Regions from separate parts of the Mus musculus genome. Here region 1 is linked to region 2. Evidence: chromatin contacts called from public HiChIP or PLAC-seq data. All regions are on one chromosome and are shown on one strand. Each heading gives the region's core, a stretch centred on a gene start, on an enhancer-like site or on the middle of the called end of the contact. The rest is flanking DNA. Distances are from core to core; before and after follow the strand shown.

Region 1 (4,106 bases), core at 229-2,728, 1.9 Mb before region 2:
CAAGTTATCGACACCTGCTGCGTCTAGACCTGTGTTCCTCCTTTAGCTTGATGGCTTGAACTCTGCGAAACAACTGAAGAAACTTAGCGGGCCCGAACTGTACAAGCAACACGTGCACTTTATATCCTCCTGAGGTTCCCACAGACGCGAGAGTCCAGGAAAGTGGCACCACTAGGCAGATGGCTAGGGCATACCAAGAAGGAAAGCGGGACCTTTGCAACTTTTGTAAACTCGCAATTAGTAGAATTGACAGAGACTTTAGAGAGTGTCCTGGGAATGAAGGATTGAGTGTGAGGTCATAGGCTACCCAGCAGAAGCCCACTCAGCCAGTGCTGCTCTGAGCCTCCAGAGAGGCCGGGTGTATTGGTTGGTGAGGAGTCCTAAAGCAGGGATGGATGGGTACTCGTTTCTGGCTTTTCCTTTCCTGATTGGGGAAGCTTCTGAGAAAATTTTCACCACTAATGGACCCAATTATCTCTAAGCCCTGGTTAGTTCTAGAAGACACAAACTTAGCTTCCGGTCGGCTTTCCACAAGATTGTCTTTAAGCTCGAGAAACAAGGCATGTTAAAAAACAAAAAACAGGGCTGGTGAGATGGCTCAGCAGGTAAGAGCACCCGACTGCTCTTCCGAAGGTCCTGAGTTCAAATCCCAGCAACCACATGGTGGCTCACAACCATCCTCAACGAGATCTGACTCCCTCTTCTGGTGTGTCTGAAGACAGCTACAGTGTACTTACATATAATAAATAAATAAATCTTAAAAAAAAAAACAAAAACAACAAACAAACAAAAAAACCAAAAAAACAAACTCCCCCGGACACTCAGTTAGGGGGAGGTGAGCAATAAGGGCAATACCCTTTGAAGTTTATGTTGGAGGCTACCCGCTGTCACTGGTGTGATTTGGGGAAGGTTTCAGAAGACCTGTGACTTACTGCACTTCCATAAAGACTCAAGGATCAGGGTTAGAGGAGCCATTCCAGGTAGGACCAACATCTAGAGGTTACAGGGCACAGGGGCTTTGGCTGGGAGATGGGGGCTCAGTAGTAGACGTTTTGAGTTGGAGCCACAGCTTGCATAAGGTTCAGTATGGCAGACCTTAGAAAGCGGTTCTGTTGTGGTGTTTTTGTGGTGATCACTGCAATGGTCTTTGGCATTTTGTAATACTGGGGGTTTGTTTCAGTTGCACCTCCCCCTCTCTCCGCACATAACGCATCTGGCCCTGGCTCCCATGTCTAATTCTTCTTATTCATTTCAGTTCTGTGACACCCACACATTCCAACCCACTTGTCTTAATGTCGCATCTCAGAACTACCGTGGGCTCGGGGAGGGGGAATCCGGCAGCGCTGACGTTACTCACAAGTGAATTTTCCCAGGTGGGTAAACTCCATTGCAGGCCACAGAGGGGCCTCCTCATTCCAGCAATCTGGCCAGGCCCACAGACTCACAGCTTAGGAGGAGGAGGAGAGAAGGAGGGGTCAGTTTTTCTCTGTTAGCGTTAGAGAGGATCCCTCTGATCCGCTGTAGTGCAGCCTAGGAGGCAGGAGACTGTGGGGTGGGCTAGTCGCTAGGGCTGGGGATGCCTGAGCAGATGTGGAAACAGCTGGAAAGGTGGCACAGCCCTTGGGTCGCCGCCGCCGCCGCCGAAGCTGTGGCTGTTTCTAGGAGACAGAGGAGAAGCCAGCCTGCGGGGGAGGGGAAGCGAGTGGGTTGCTGCTTTTAGCAGCTGAAAGGGCTGCAGGGAGCTCTGGGTAAGACATTTTCTAGCACCGTCGCTTTTGCGGTAGAAGCCTGCCGCGAGTAAGTCAAGAGGAAGGAGGATTGGGAGGGAGGAGGTCTCAGTTGCAGCCATGCTGAATCACGGTTGCTGATCAGGGTCCCTCACGGGTCTGCTGGGAGAACCCAGCGAGCAGCGCCAGTTCCCGGGTGCATGCACAGTTTGATGACTACTAACCCTGCCGGGCCTCCCACAATGGAGGGCGAAAGGTACGTATGTGTAAGTGTGGTGAGTGCAGTATGCATGTGTAAGAAAACACGAGCGAGCGAGCGAGCGTAAGGTGTAACCACCATTTGTTTGCACCAGCTAGGCAGGTTTGCAGATCCTGGCAACTGCAGAACCCCAAAGCAGAGCGAGGGCAGAAAAGTCTCTTTGGAAACCTTCCTCTTCCAGAGCTCAAAGCTCCAGAGACCCGGCTCTTGCCAAGGGAAATCTGGGTTTGCTGGGCAGTGGAGCACACGGAAAGACGGAACTTCCTGGCCTGTGTTGGGAATAGTCCCGTCTTGAACCGGGATTGCCCTTTTCAGGGAGGCGTTCCTGGTCCTCACAGTGTCTGTCTTTGGTGGGGGGATTTGATGGCACTGCAGAGCTGACCTGGGAGAGGGCACTAGCCTCGTTCATACTGAGGTGGTTGAATTTTCGAGAACCATGCCAAGTGGCTGGCTTTCCTACCTAACCCGGGTCTGTTGTGTGTATGTTGGTGGACACTGGCTTCTGCACTGGCGTAGGTAAGGGAGAAACCCAGTTAGGTGACATTTGCTCACAACCCGTCTCGCCTGTATCAAAAAGTTTGAGAGATGCTGCACGGTCTGTGTCTTCCAGGAGCTCTTGTTTCTCCCTTCATGGACTTTTAATGAAATAGGAACCAACTGGAGGCATTTCAGTACTCGGGTTGAGCAGGAACAGGCTGGCCAGGGTTTGTCTCCCGGCAGGCAGGAGCACAGACAGTTTTCATTTATCCGAGGAGCTGGTCTTCCTATTGTGAAGGTGTTCTGTGCAGGGCCAAGTTTGGCAGACTATGGAGCAGAAGTCTTCGTGCCACCACCTCCTCATCCGTGGGTTGGCACCGAGGGACGGGCTTTACCATTTTCCTTGAGGAGAGAGGATCACAGGGAGAGGCAAGAAGGCTTCCCCTCTAAGTTGTGAGTTGCTGGTTTCACGGGAACGGGCTCCTCTAAACCCGTGAGGTTGCAGACTACTTTAAAGTGTGCACAGCTTGTCCTGAGTCGGGCCCCTGTGAGAGAGAACAGGTGTGATCCATTTCACTCCTCTGTCTGAGAAAAGCTTAAGAAGCCAGTGCGTTCTGTAGTCCCACTCACAAGAAGAGTCTAGGACAGTGACTCTCAACCTTCCTAACGCTGAGACCATTTAATACCCGTCCTCATGTTGTGATGGTACCCCCACCCTCACGCCCAAACCATGGAATTATTTTCGTTACTTCATAACTATAATTTTGCTACTGTTAGGAATCTCTGTTTTGGGATGGTCTTAAGCGACCTCTGTGAAAAGGTTGTTTGACACCCCCCAGGGGTCGTCGTGATCCCCAGGTTGAGAACCATGGTCCTAGGACCTTTTAGACCACGTTCCTTGCAGTTTCTTTCTGGGCTCTCTTCAAAACAGGATTCTCCTGAACAACGGGGGCATCTAGAGGCCTTGGGGCAGAGGTGGACAGTGTCCTTGCTCTTTCTCAATGGCCTGGTGGCTGGCAGAGGGAAGGAGCAAGGAAAGAAGTGTAAGGCTTTGGACCATGTCCGCCTGCATGAGTGGCTGGCACTAGGCTGCCACCATCTGAGCTTGCGGGGACAGTAGTCTTGCCTACAGCTCAGCGTCCCTATACTGAAGAGCTCTTCTTCACTGGTTTGTGAGGGGAGCTGATGTCTGCGGCTTCTGAGTACCCATTTGCTTCTTGTCTAGAGGAGTTGAGAATTTCCAACATTCAGCAGGCTGCTCAGATTAGCCTGTTCTAGGGACAGCTTACAAACCAACCAAACAAGTCACCTTCAATTTGTCTCCCGTCTCCCTCCTGGCTCTCTTTCTGACGCATCCCGCTCTACCCACCAAGAGTTACGCTGCCCACACGCCTTCTCTCTCACCACAAATCCTCCATTCTCAGATTTTTTTTTTTAATTCCCATTTTGTTTCGGGAAAAACGTGGTCCTTTCAGTCCTCATTGATGTTCTTACATAAAAACTTCTTTTTTTGGAGGATCGGGTGGGGACGCTGAGATGGGGGGTCTCTCTGTAGCCCTGGCTGTCCTGAGACCCATTATGGAACTCCTAGAGATCTGCCTACCTCTGCCTCCAGAGTGTGGGGATCAAAGGCCTGTGCCACC
Region 2 (4,026 bases), core at 1,380-3,879:
AGCAGGGTGGTGGGCAGAGGGTGTTCCATCTGCAAGAGAGACACTCAGAGGAGTGGCAGAGGCCCACATCTGGCCCAGCTCTGCAGTCAGAGAAGCAGTGATCATCACTGAGCTATTGTGTAAACTAGAAGGCCAGTAGACATGGGGAACACTGAGATGGAGCTCCTCTGGAAAGAAGGGCTTGGCTGTCTTCAGGCTTGAGAGACCTGTGTAGGCAAAGACTCAGAAGACGTGCCCTTCTGTGCAACAGACTCACCCAGCTCTGTGTATGCAGTCAGTCCCTGAGGCACCTCACTGTGGCTCTTGGGCTTTGACTCATCCATCCATCCATCCATCCATCCATCCATCCATCTGAGGTTGTGGCTTTTGTGTTTTATAAAAGAAAAAGAAGCCAGGGATATGTTTGGTAGAGTGAGGTATGGTGAGGTGGGAGGGGTGCCTGCAGACCTATGTGAGGCATCCCTTCCCCCTAAGGTACCATCCATAGAGTATGGAATAGAGTTTATTTAGGGCATGGGGAGGGGAGTTGAGGGGGTAGTAGAGGCAGAGAAAGGGGGGGGCAGAGAGAGAGAGAGAGAGAGAGAGAGAAGAGGAATAGAGACCAGCCATGAACATGTGAAGAGGGGAGGGGAGGGAAATGGGGAGAGAGGGGACAGAGGGAAGAGAGCAAGAGAGGAGGGGGCAAACAGCCCCTTTTATAGTGAGTCAGGCACACCTGGCTGTTGCCAGGTAACTGTGAGGCAGAGCCTAGAAGAAATGCTAACAGTGGCTGTTTTCATGGAGTAGGATACAGCACTGGCAATGAGCCTGAGGTCCTATCCAGCTGTTCAACCTACACATGGCTTTTCATCCTCCCAGGCCATCAGTAAGCCTGCAACATCCTTGGAGCTACTCCTTGGGCTGGAGCCACTTCTTGGGCTACTATTGTCACCCTGTTTTACTCCTCCTCTTTCAATGCCAGGAGGACCTGGGCACAGGTGGTGGGGGAAGGGTGCAGAAAGGGCAGGTGGAGGTTCTAAAGCCACATCCATCCATCCATTGAGCTAAATGCCTCTTAAAAGCACCCTGTTCCCAGCCATCAGTGGCTCTGAGAGGCAGCCTGGCTCATTCCCACCTAGCCCGAATCATTGATGACAGAGTAAGAACTCCCCTCATCCCAGACCCAGAAGACTATCCCCAAAGCATGGCCTAGAGGGACTCTGTGGCCCAGCAAACAAGGAATTCCACTATGGGCAGGCCTTGGGGACTGGGGATCAGTCCACCGGGGTCCTCACCTGGTTGTGCCGGAGATTGATTATGTGACCCTGGTAAGTCACCTCTGAGCTTTGGAGTCAGTGATGAAATCACTGACTCTAGGGTAGACTGGGGAATAGCTGGGTCTCCGAGCTCCCCTGAAGAGCAAGCAGCCTCTGAGCCTCGAAGGCACTGTGCTGGAGGACTCAGCACATCAGCAAATCCTCCTGAAAGCAGACAGCGGGAGAACCTCTGGAATGAGTGAGTCTCTGCTCAGGGAAAGCAATGCATGATGGTCCCCTCTCTCGTTCTACCCAACCCAACTGTAGGCCAGGATTGGGCTATCCTTGTTCCACCTGCGTATGTGTCCTCCTTATTCTGCTGGCCTTTCTAAGCACACACAGCCTTCATTGAAACTGCTTTTTGTCCCATTCTCCATCTATTAGCTTGATATTACAGAGACATTATTATTCTTTTAGCGATTATACATGAAATCAGAGCACGTGTCCTTACATTATTATGTCTAGCAGCAGTTTATGTCCTTGCATCCTGGACAATGGAAAGGAATTTGAAACTCTGTAACTATATGTAACCATTCCACCTAGATTGGCTTTAATAATACATACATAAGTGTTTATGTATTTTAAATACATATAGAATATATACAATGAAGCCCATCTTAAGATGTCATCATTGTTTCATTGAGCTGGGCCAGCAAGTCACTCTTCAGTGACAGGATCCTGAGGGAAAAAAAGGCAATGGGATCAGAAAATAAAGAAGGTAGGAGGCTGGAGAGATGACTCAGTGGTTAAGAGCACCAACTGCTCTTCGGAAGGTCCTGAGTTCAATTCCCAGCAACCACATGGTGGCTCACAGCCACCCATAATGAGATTTGACACCCTCTTCTGGTGTGTCTGAAGTCAGCTACAGTGTTCTTACATACAATAATAAATAAATAAATAAATAAATAAATAAATAAATAAATAAAAACTAAAAAAAAAAAAAAAAAGGTAGGCAATTGTACTCCGGAGATCTCATCCAAGGTCTGTCTTATGCCAAGCAGGTTAATTCAGAAGTACAGTATCTTAAATGTCATTTTAAGGAGAGAAATGGGACAAAGTCAGCAGGTGGCCTTCTGCATGCAATAAATGAGGCCTATTCCCATGAGTGCCCATGCACTACTGTCCCTTCCCATGAGTGTTCATGCTCTCCTGTCCCCTCCCATGAGTACCCACATGCTCCTGTTCCTTCCCATGAGTGCCCACAGGCTCCCTTCCCCTGTGTCTCAGTCTCTTCTGAGACTCCCTAGAGATCCTCCATTACGTACGGCTTCCTTGACCAACCCCAGACAGTTGGAAGGAACCTCATAACCCAGGAACTCCCTGTCAGCAGCTCTCTGCCCTCAGAGGACAGAAGAAGCTGATACTCTGTGGTCTCTGAGGCTGAAATAATAGAGGCTGGAGCACCGAGACCCAGGAAAGCGTACCATCCGGAGGCCCCTCCTAGAGAGGCACCCGTTTCACAACTCAAGCAAGCGGTTCCACTTCTGCAAGAGAAAATAATACTTCAATTTCATTCCTAGAGGAAAAAGGAAGAGCGGCAGAGCTGACGTGCTCTCTGACACAGTGCACGCCCGAACCACGGACGCGCTTGCCTGCCCAGGTCTTCCTCCAGCCCAGGTCCTGCCTGATCACACAGCTGCAGAGTTAGTGCCAGGTGTACCCCGGAGGTAAGGTAGGTGAAGGTCGTGGGGACCAGGACCCCCAGGGAGGCTGGTGAGGCTAGGAGAGGAACCCTGGCCAGAGCCAGCACCTTTCCATTTGTCAGCAGCCATGGTAACTATTAAGAGGTTTGGGTTTCTGTTCTCCCCAATCAACTGGGATCCAAGACAAACAAGTCTGCCTCTGCAGGAGTGCTGCTTCCATCAGACATGACTGCTCGGCACTCAGAGAGAGATCCCACAGGGCCACGTTTACTTTCAATATCATTGGGCCATGACACTGACTTTGTAAAGGATGAACTCTGTACTCTCACCAAGTCCAAGGGCACTGGTGCCCAGCCCTCCATCCTGGGCTCAACCTGAATCCTGCCTCAGGAAGAAATGGTCTTCAGGGTCAGAAGGCAGTAGCCTGAGGTGTATCCATCTGTCTGCTGGGGAAAGGGTATCCTCGGGGGAATGGGGGGACAAGGCCCCACTACCAACTATATCCCCATTGATATACTACCTTCAAAAAACAACAGCGCAAAAGCCTGGCAAACTAGCACAGGCTCCCTATCCCACAGCCTTCAAGAACTAGGCTCCCATTTTCATTGGGCTGAGAGATGACTTCTGTATGTGGGTATATCCTTACCTATTTTTTTTTTAGCAGGTATGCCTCCAGACATTTTCTGTGGTCTGGTGCTATAGGGACTACAGGGTGGGTCATACCCTATGCCTGGGAGACAGAAGTGGAGCTTGAGGAAGACAAGAGCCTGTGGAACTCTGGGAGCCTGGGAGTTGGGGGAATGCAAACATGAAAAGTTAGGGGTTGGCCAGGTGTCCTTGTGGTTGATGTCACAGGACAGAGACAAGGTCACTTTCCTCAGGGAAGAAAGCATTTGAACCAGGCCCTGAAAGATGAGCAATGTTTTCCCCACAGAGTTTAAGATAGAACATGTCTTCTTAGCAGAAAATATATATATATTGCAGACCAAAGCCAAGTGCTAGAGAAAGAATATAATTACTGTGGAACCTCACTCGGCCCTTGGTTCTTGCTAAAAGTGGCAATAAATCCTAGGTGGTGTGGGGCGTGT

Evidence for each region. HiChIP or PLAC-seq counts read pairs in DNA pulled down with a chosen protein or histone mark.
Region 1: a contact with region 2 is called in an H3K27ac HiChIP or PLAC-seq map of large pre-B cells, with 6 times the contacts expected there. The contact joins the promoter of Klhl3 here to the promoter of Tifab in region 2.

What each region holds. Positions count from the first base shown.
Region 1 is chr13:58,111,019-58,115,124 of GRCm38.p6, reverse strand. It overlaps Klhl3 (kelch-like 3), which reads left to right and starts at 1,478. Exons shown (of 15, transcript NM_001362415.2): 1 at 1,478-1,983. The coding sequence starts at 1,970. It overlaps Gm33389 (a long non-coding RNA gene), which reads right to left. Exons shown (of 5, transcript XR_003950588.1): 5 at 2,155-3,008. Gm52040 (a long non-coding RNA gene) reads right to left here and starts at 1,425. Exons shown (of 3, transcript XR_003950589.1): 1 at 1,358-1,425; 2 at 1-62.
Region 2 is chr13:56,177,488-56,181,513 of GRCm38.p6, reverse strand. It overlaps Tifab (TRAF-interacting protein with forkhead-associated domain, family member B), which reads left to right and starts at 2,629. Exons shown (of 3, transcript NM_001168615.1): 1 at 2,629-2,967. Gm31657 (a long non-coding RNA gene) reads right to left here. Exons shown (of 8, transcript XR_382472.1): 3 at 1,275-1,460; 4 at 257-363.